Linked DNA regions of Mus musculus: region 1 is linked to region 2. Evidence: chromatin contacts called from public Hi-C data. All regions are on one chromosome and are shown on one strand. The core of a region is the stretch at or near the end of the contact, and the rest is flanking DNA. Distances in the headings are between cores, read along the strand shown.

Evidence for each region. Hi-C and Micro-C count contacts between places; a contact is called where the count stands out from the background.
Region 1: a Hi-C map of cortical neurons shows a contact between it and region 2, with 8 times the contacts expected there. The contact joins two enhancer-like sites. A contact is called at or near these places in 1 of 39 promoter capture datasets (embryonic stem cells), 1 of 15 datasets of contacts at CTCF or cohesin (the NIH/3T3 cell line), 46 of 484 Hi-C or Micro-C datasets (the AML12 cell line, B cells, the Ba/F3 cell line and 25 more), 3 of 115 datasets of contacts at active chromatin or transcription factors (astrocytes, embryonic basal ganglia and large pre-B cells) and 1 of 9 other capture datasets (embryonic stem cells).

What each region holds. Positions count from the first base shown.
Region 1 is chr13:54,441,601-54,445,270 of GRCm38.p6, forward strand. No RefSeq gene overlaps it. Among named protein-coding and RNA genes, the nearest start is that of Thoc3, 25 kb to the right of the region's middle. Within about 2 kb of position 2,386, at least 5 of the 459 cell types and tissues checked have an H3K27ac peak or open chromatin away from gene starts, as enhancers often do. A contact at or near this core is called in cortical neurons, where this site is marked.
Region 2 is chr13:53,775,827-53,779,679 of GRCm38.p6, forward strand. The region is part of intron 1 of Gm34439 (a long non-coding RNA gene); the gene reads right to left. Among named protein-coding and RNA genes, the nearest start is that of Gm34439, 10 kb to the right of the region's middle. Within about 2 kb of position 1,940, at least 12 of the 459 cell types and tissues checked have an H3K27ac peak or open chromatin away from gene starts, as enhancers often do. A contact at or near this core is called in cortical neurons, where this site is marked.

The DNA of each region.
Region 1 (3,670 bases), core at 1,136-3,635, 670 kb after region 2:
CATGCAGCTGAGTGTCTCAGTACCTGTGCAGTTGCATGTCCCAGTACCCATGCAGTTGCGTCTCTCAGTACCAGGCAGGATCCATGAAACTACTCCTCCTCAATTCATTCATCTGGCTGCCCGTGTTCAGGTGCCATTTATGTTGTGTGACACTTTTGCAGAGAGACATGAATAAATAATATCTCCAGACCTAGGTAATTCCAATCCTGACATCCACCCTGGTGAACTAGTGAGTTTACAGATGTTATCTCGTGAACATAGGTAACTCAAAGGCAGATACAGCACTGAAAGCCCACCCAACACAGGCGATAGTCAGGAAAGCTGCCTCGCTTGAGTTCTCGGTATGATATGCAGGCCGTTTAACAGATCAGAGTCTCCTCTCCTCAGTAGTCCTGACTGCTTATATACTTTAAGATATATAGGGAACCTTGTGCATCTGGTAAATTTCAGGGACTTCCTGAGACTTTTGAGTTGTTTACTTCCTGAGTCTCAACCAGTCTCCCTTCAGGATGAACGTTTCAACTTTTAGGAAATTGCTACATAACATGTATAACAATATAGTTTTAGTGGAAGTGTTTCTAAGTTAAGAAAAATATCCACATATATTCATTATATTCATCCTATTGGTGATGTTCCTCAAGAGAACTCTAAATGGCACAAATCCTTCACCCAGCTTCCTCTAATGTAACAACAGATGTAACCATAGTACAATCATCAAAGTCTTCACTGTTTCATCCTTCTGTCCTTCTCTAGACTGACTATTGCTGACCAGAGAACTCCCCCAAGAAGCTCCAGCCTCCATGCCAGCTGCCGCTCTGTGTGCAGTGACTCTCCACTCAGCTCCATCTCTCCATCTTCACCGATAACTTCCCCACATCTTGCTGAAGTTTCGGGTCTTAAAACTAACATACCTCCCAGCTCTCCTCTCAGTGTTTCTGCAGAGTCCTAAAATTAAGTTAATCACTCCCACCCACAAAAGTCCTTTCCCCACTGTGGTCTTAAAGGACATCGCCATGGCTCACTCTTCAAGGCCTGATGACACTCCCTCTCCAGTCTCTGAAATCCCACCTCCAGTCCCCAACTCTACTGCCAAGATGTCGTGATGTCAAATGTTCTGGGGCTATTAGAGCCAACTTTAAAATCCTTGATACTGCCACTCTCTCCTCTGATCCAACCATCAAAAGCAATCTTTCTAAATGCTCACTGACCTAAGTCCTGGCCCACTGAGAGCCCTGCAATGGTTTCCAGACACCCACAGGGCAGCATTCTGGCTCCAAGTCTAATATTCAAGGTCCTACTTTGACAACCTCTCTCAACTATTAACTACATAGGTCACTCCCTGAAAGAGCCATCAAAGGACATCACATCCCCCCTCCAAGCCCTCCAGACCCTCGAGCTTCACCATTGTCCCCTCAACCTAAGAGTTTCTTCCTGGTCGTTACCATTGGGGACTCCTACCCAAGAGGTGACTGCCCTCACCCTCTGAATGAAGCCTTCTCAGAAATAAGAGGCAGGTCTCCTTTCTTGTATGAGGATCCCTGTCTACATCCTTAGATGCAGGTTTCTCCCCCACGAGAGGTGAGAAAGCCTAAAGAGAAGGGTTTGCTATTCAGTGTGGTCATTTCCGCAGCCCAGATCTCGGGAGATACCTTGATTGCCACAAGTGGATAGAGCCATAGATGTATTAGTGGAGATAGGGAAAGAGACGTAGATTGAGGGACATACAAACAGATACCCTGTGGTCAGATAAACAAATGACTGAAAAGACACATGGGAAAATGAGTGGACAGATGATGTGGGTGGATGGAGAAAGGAACATTTTGAGGAGAGAGAGGGGAAGGGACTGCAGGGGAGGGAGGAAAAAGGGAGAAGGAGGGAGGGAAGTTCTGAGACTGGGAGAACAGAGACTGTCTCCTTTCCAACTCTGTTTTCACAATGTACAAACAAAGCCTGAGCTTACATGAGCAGGTGTCAGAGTGACCGATGGATCGAAACTCCAGGTGACAATCAGACTCAGAAGACCTGATCTCTGGGCACCATGTCTGTGGTCAGGTTTCTTACAAAGCATTGTCAATTTTCTCTGTAAAATGAATTGTCTGAATTAAATAACATACAGATTTTTTTCCTCAGTCAGACTTCAGTTCAAAGCTGTCTGATTTTAAGACAATGTGGTAGGAAGACAGGCCACACTGAGTAATGTATGTTTACTTACAACTTGTCCTAATGCAGAGCTGATCCCAGATCTCTGCCAGCAACAGAGGAGAATTAGCACACTCCAGATGACTGGCTGGCTGGGAGCCTTGTGATGGCAATGAAAGACAAGCTGGTAATGGAGCCTGTGGGTACTAAGGAGTGGTGTGTGGTTGCAAGGCTGTCCATCCCACGGAAAAAGAAAAGGATCGGTCTACACAGAACTCCCCCACCCTCGCACCCAAGGTCCATAGGCAAGTGTATCCTTTATCCAGAAGGGCTAGGTTTTGTTCCCAGTGAGTGTGTCTGTCCTGATAGACACCTGCCTGCAAGCTGACATGATCAGGAATAGAAACTGTTCTAAAAGGCCATCCACCTTTAGTTACAGTCAGGATGAGTCCAGCATGGGCTAGTGGGCATTCGTGGAGTTCCTCACCTCTCAGTGAGGCAGGAATGATAATCTCCATTTCAGAGAGGAAAAACAACGGAAATAAAAGAGCCGAGCTTAGGGTCTGAACCAAGTGTAGCTGGTTCCATCAGTGATGCCTGGTGGCTGTGGCTGTGGCTGTGGCTGTGGCTGTGGCTGTGGCTGTGGCTGTGGCTGTGGCTGGCATCCAATCAGCTAATAATTCAGAGGTGTCAAGGTTCATGCCACAACAATTGAACCGATGCCTCCCAGAAAGACAGGCTCTTTGTAACGTGTTTTCACGTTGTCTTAAGCCAGTGGTTCTCCACCTGTGTCATGAACCCGTTGGGGGCTGTATATCAGATACCCTGCAAACCAGATATTCGCAGTATAGTTCCATGGCTGTGGGGCCATTCCAGGTCACCTGGAGGTGAATGACTCAGCCCGTTCTCTTCTGCTGTGGTGGTTCCCTTCTGCACCTCATGCCCAGAAACGGAATCAGCATGACTGAGGACAGAAGGCACCGAAGCCACCAGCCAAAGTAATGTTACCTCCTTGAAACTGGTTCTCATATTTGACCTAGAAATGCCAGACTAACTAACCACAGTCTAGTCCTGAGGGCAGGGGCTAAAGGAAGGTTGTGGAAGGTCATCTGTGTGCCAAGCACCCTCCAGCAGGACCTAAGGTTCAGAATCAAAAAGTCTGCCGTGCCCTCAGAGAGAGAGCTGTGTGGGCACCGTGGCTGGAGTGTGAGGTCACAGTTTATCACAGACCAGAAGCAGAGGGGATGAGGGCTGGTATTCATGGGCATTCTCCACCACCTTTGGAGTCAGTGTGTGACCCCAGTCCACTGTATTGTGCTGCCTACATTAAAAGTGGGTCTTCCCAGGCTGCGGGGATGGCCCGGGGTGGGGGTGGGGGGTTAGGAGCACTGACTGCTCTTCCAGAAGTTCGATTCCCAGCAACCACATGGTGGCTCACAACCATCTGTAATGGGATCCGATGCCCTCTTCTGGTGTGTCTGAAGACAGCAACAGTATACTCATATACAAGGAAGGAAGGAAGGAAGGAAGG
Region 2 (3,853 bases), core at 690-3,189:
GAATGTGACCATTCAGGAGGCACTGGCGCCCTCTAGTGAAGCTACCGGCACATTCCTATGGAGACCTCCAAGGCAGCTGGTTAACTTGAAATACCGTTAGTAGCCATTAGGAGGCTCTCTTTCCTTTGCTGAGAAATAACATCTGCGCCACCTCACCTCTAGAAGAAGGTGGAACTCTCAAAAGCCCTGGAGCAAAGAGAGCTAGGGTGTTTTGATAGCACTCACTGTCCTTATACAAGTCATTAAAACTTTCTGGTCTGCATAATGGGTATAAGGACTTGGCTATCGTACCTCTGGGAAACCGGGATCACATCAGCGTTCTCTGTCCTGTGAGGCTCCTCCACCCCCAACTGTGTCCTTTCTGGAGGCTGCACTGACAGACTAAGACAGCTAGTGTCCTCGTTGTGGGCAGCTTTCCCTCCGGTGGAGCACAGCTCTGGGCTCTGTCAGGCTCTCTGCACTTGTCTGAGTGGGGACAGAGTCACAGCACAAAGAGTTTTAATCTGCCACCATCTTCACAAGCATTGTCCTCCTCCCAGTCTATAAAGTTGATGTAGTTGACAGCTGGGGGATTTGATGTCCGAGGGTGGAGCATCGCTGTTCTGCCTTCTACTGATCGCTGGCTTTGAACTTAGGAAACATGTAAGTAAGACTTCAGGTTTTCTGACTCCACTCTGGCTCTCCAGCCCGAGACAATGGTTGACTCATTCAGAGCCGCCAGCCTGATGTCAGGTAGCACAGCCTCCAGGGCACAAGCGGAACCTTTTGCTGAGTGCAGAGACATGTGTAACCGCATTAGTGTCTGCCTTGAAATATCCTTTCTGACATGCTGCCAAGAACCCTCGCTGCCAGGGATTCTGTGGCGAGCAGACTTCGGAAGGCAAGGAGCTGGTACCTCTTTTCTTTTACCTAAAACGTAGCTCACTGCATGAATGTTGTTTTTTATAATCACTTCTTTAGTTTTGAGAATTTCGTACATGAGTACTGTATTCATACCATTTCCACCTCTCCTGGCCCTAACACTTCCACATTCTTCTTCATCTCACCTTGAGTTCATGACCTCTTCCTCTTTATTATTGTTACATCTGTGTGCACATATGTATTTTTGCATATATATATATATATAGTATGAGTCCAGAAGGAGCTGGCTGTATTATGTCTGGGAAGGCAACATTGCGGTCTAAGCAGTGGGGTTGGACCTTGTATTCAGTACTTCCTCGGTCCTCAGTGCTGTAGCAAAATTCCTGACTGAGAAGCAAACGAAGGCAACAAGGGGCTGCTTGCTTGCTTCGAATTTTCTGCAGTCCTTCATGGGAGGAAAGGCATGGCTACAGTATCAGGAAAGAACCGGTCACATGGCATCCACAGCCGGTAAACAGAGAACAATAGATTGTTGGTGTTTCAGCTTGCTCTTAGGCCTTTGCTCAGGCTGGGACCCAGCCTGCTCAGGTTGTATCTTTCTGACTCAACCCAATCCAGAAGGCTCCTCACAGACATGCCCGGGCATTTGTTTCCAGAGTGGCTGTAAACCCCCATCAAACTGGCAATAGAGATCCACCATTACGGATCTCAAGGCGTAACCAGGCGGCTTCTAGGTTGACTGCCGAGGATCTGACTTGGGGTCAGTAGTGCCCTTGATCAAGAGGAACAGCCAGAAAAGGTGCAGGTTTTTGAAAGATTACTGTTTCAAAAAAGAGCTCCCAAAAGGCCATCCTGAGCTGGGAGGAGAGCTCAGAAGCAGGCCTGTTCCGTGGACAGATGCACTGGAGAGAGGGTTTGGAGCACACAGACTTCCGCCAGGCAAGGTCTACAGAGAGTGGAGGTCTAGAGGGTGTGGGCATCTGAAGCTCACCCCCCTTCTAGCACATCTGCCAGTTCCTACTGTGCACAGCTCCCTGCCTAGGCTGCAGCTGACAGTGTGAAGTTGCTGAACACAGAGATGGGAAGGGAAGCATTGCACACACACAGCTGTTCTTACTATTGTACCAAGCCTGCTGCAGACAGAGCAACAGTTACAGCCTTTAAATGTGCTGAAAAAAATTTTTTTTGGGATCCTCTCTCTGTGACCCTTTAAAGTGAATTTTACCCATCTTAGGTGCATTAAGTATGCTGCGTTAACCAAATGCAATATTAATGGACAGATAGAGACCTCGTGCTTCTAGAATAAAGATATAGATAGCCATTTACTTCCTATTCAGTCGCCCTCAGGACCCACTGCTCTACCTGAGGCAAGGATGCCAGCCACGATTCACAGAGGGCACTTCTCTACCAGCTGGGCTCCCTGCCATCTGGAGCTACAGCTTTCTGGGTGACATTGGCCTGGTTTCCAGTTCTGCCACATATTCCCCAACATGGGAAATTACTTCTTGTTTTCTCATCGCCTAAGAAAAAGCGGAGACAATTGTAGCAACTCTAAAATCAGAGATAATTGTTGCCATTTCTAAAATCATAGCAACTGGGTGTTTCTATCTCTGAGCAAACCTTGTCAACCCTGCAAGGGCTTGTCATCCTCACTCTATCACCCTCCTGTCTTCTTTGCTGTTCTCTTCTCTCCAGAATTAGGCTTCCATCACCCACTCAGCTTCCAGGTGTCATCCCTAAGAAGATGAAATGGGGATCGGTGGGGATGCGGAGACGTTGGGCGAGGAAGCAAACAGATGGGCAATGACTCAGGACAGGTGACGTTCAGGAGGAAGTAGCTGGACCAGGAATGGAGAAGGCAGGCGGTGGATGTGATAGCCCGGGTTCTTCAATTCATAATGGCATTAAGTGGGATGAAGGACTTGAGAGTTACATAGAATTGAGACCAGAAACATCCCCACGCCCTGTAGCCTTAAGCATGATGCTTTCCTGTTTTGAAGCATGGCTTTCTGCTGAAACTGAATGAATAGTCATGAGCGCTGTAAAGATATTGGTCAGTAATGAACTATGTATATGGTGGCCGTTTCTATGGCAACACTAATGTAAACAAATCTAGTGAGCAACCAATTGTAAATACACCAAGCACAATTATAGACAGTACATGATACTTAGCACCGAGGGACAGGGTCACTAGTTCATGTACTGATTATATTTTCTATTGCTGTCTTAGAGTGTTATTTTTTAAATTCCTTTCACTTATTAAAAAACAAAGTTTATAGTCAAATGATATAAGAGCAGTGGCTTCACACCTCTGTTGTTTTCAATGACTTTCGATTATACCATTTTCTCTCCTGCTTGGCTTGGTCATAAGTGGTTTAGTTCACCACTGACCCAGGAGCGCCAGGCTTTGCCCACATAACAGACTGCACAGTTTACATGGGTAGCTTGCTAGGCCTAAGTGCTGTCATAGTTCCACGGTAAAGCCCCTAATGATGGCTTCCTGAGGATGGCTTTCCACTGCTAAGCAATGCACGGCTGTGTCATACTGTGGTGCTCTGGGGAAGAAAGAAAGGCCTGGCCTTCAGGTTTAAGGTACCCTTTGAAGCACAGTGTCTCTTGCCAAACTAAACAATGTTTGTAACAGGACCTGCACAGTAGATGGCGGTAGAGGCCTGGGTCTGGCTACACCAGACAATAATCTGGGTAGATCACCAAGGAGAACTCATTCTGGCTCCCAGGGGGTCTCCTGGTTACACTAGAAAATCTGAAAGATCTTAGCCCCGCAATCAGGAACACATTGTTTAGCATTATATGGAAACTGATATGATTTTTTTAAAATGTCTTTTGGTGTTTGCTTTCCTAATAAACCTCAAGCATTCCCAGCCATCAGAATCATGCCAAACATGGCCCCCCTGGATGCCTGAAGGCCACCATCTGAGACCCTGCACTGAGCCCCTCCCTCCACACCCCACAGGTGGCCCAGTTCTTCCCT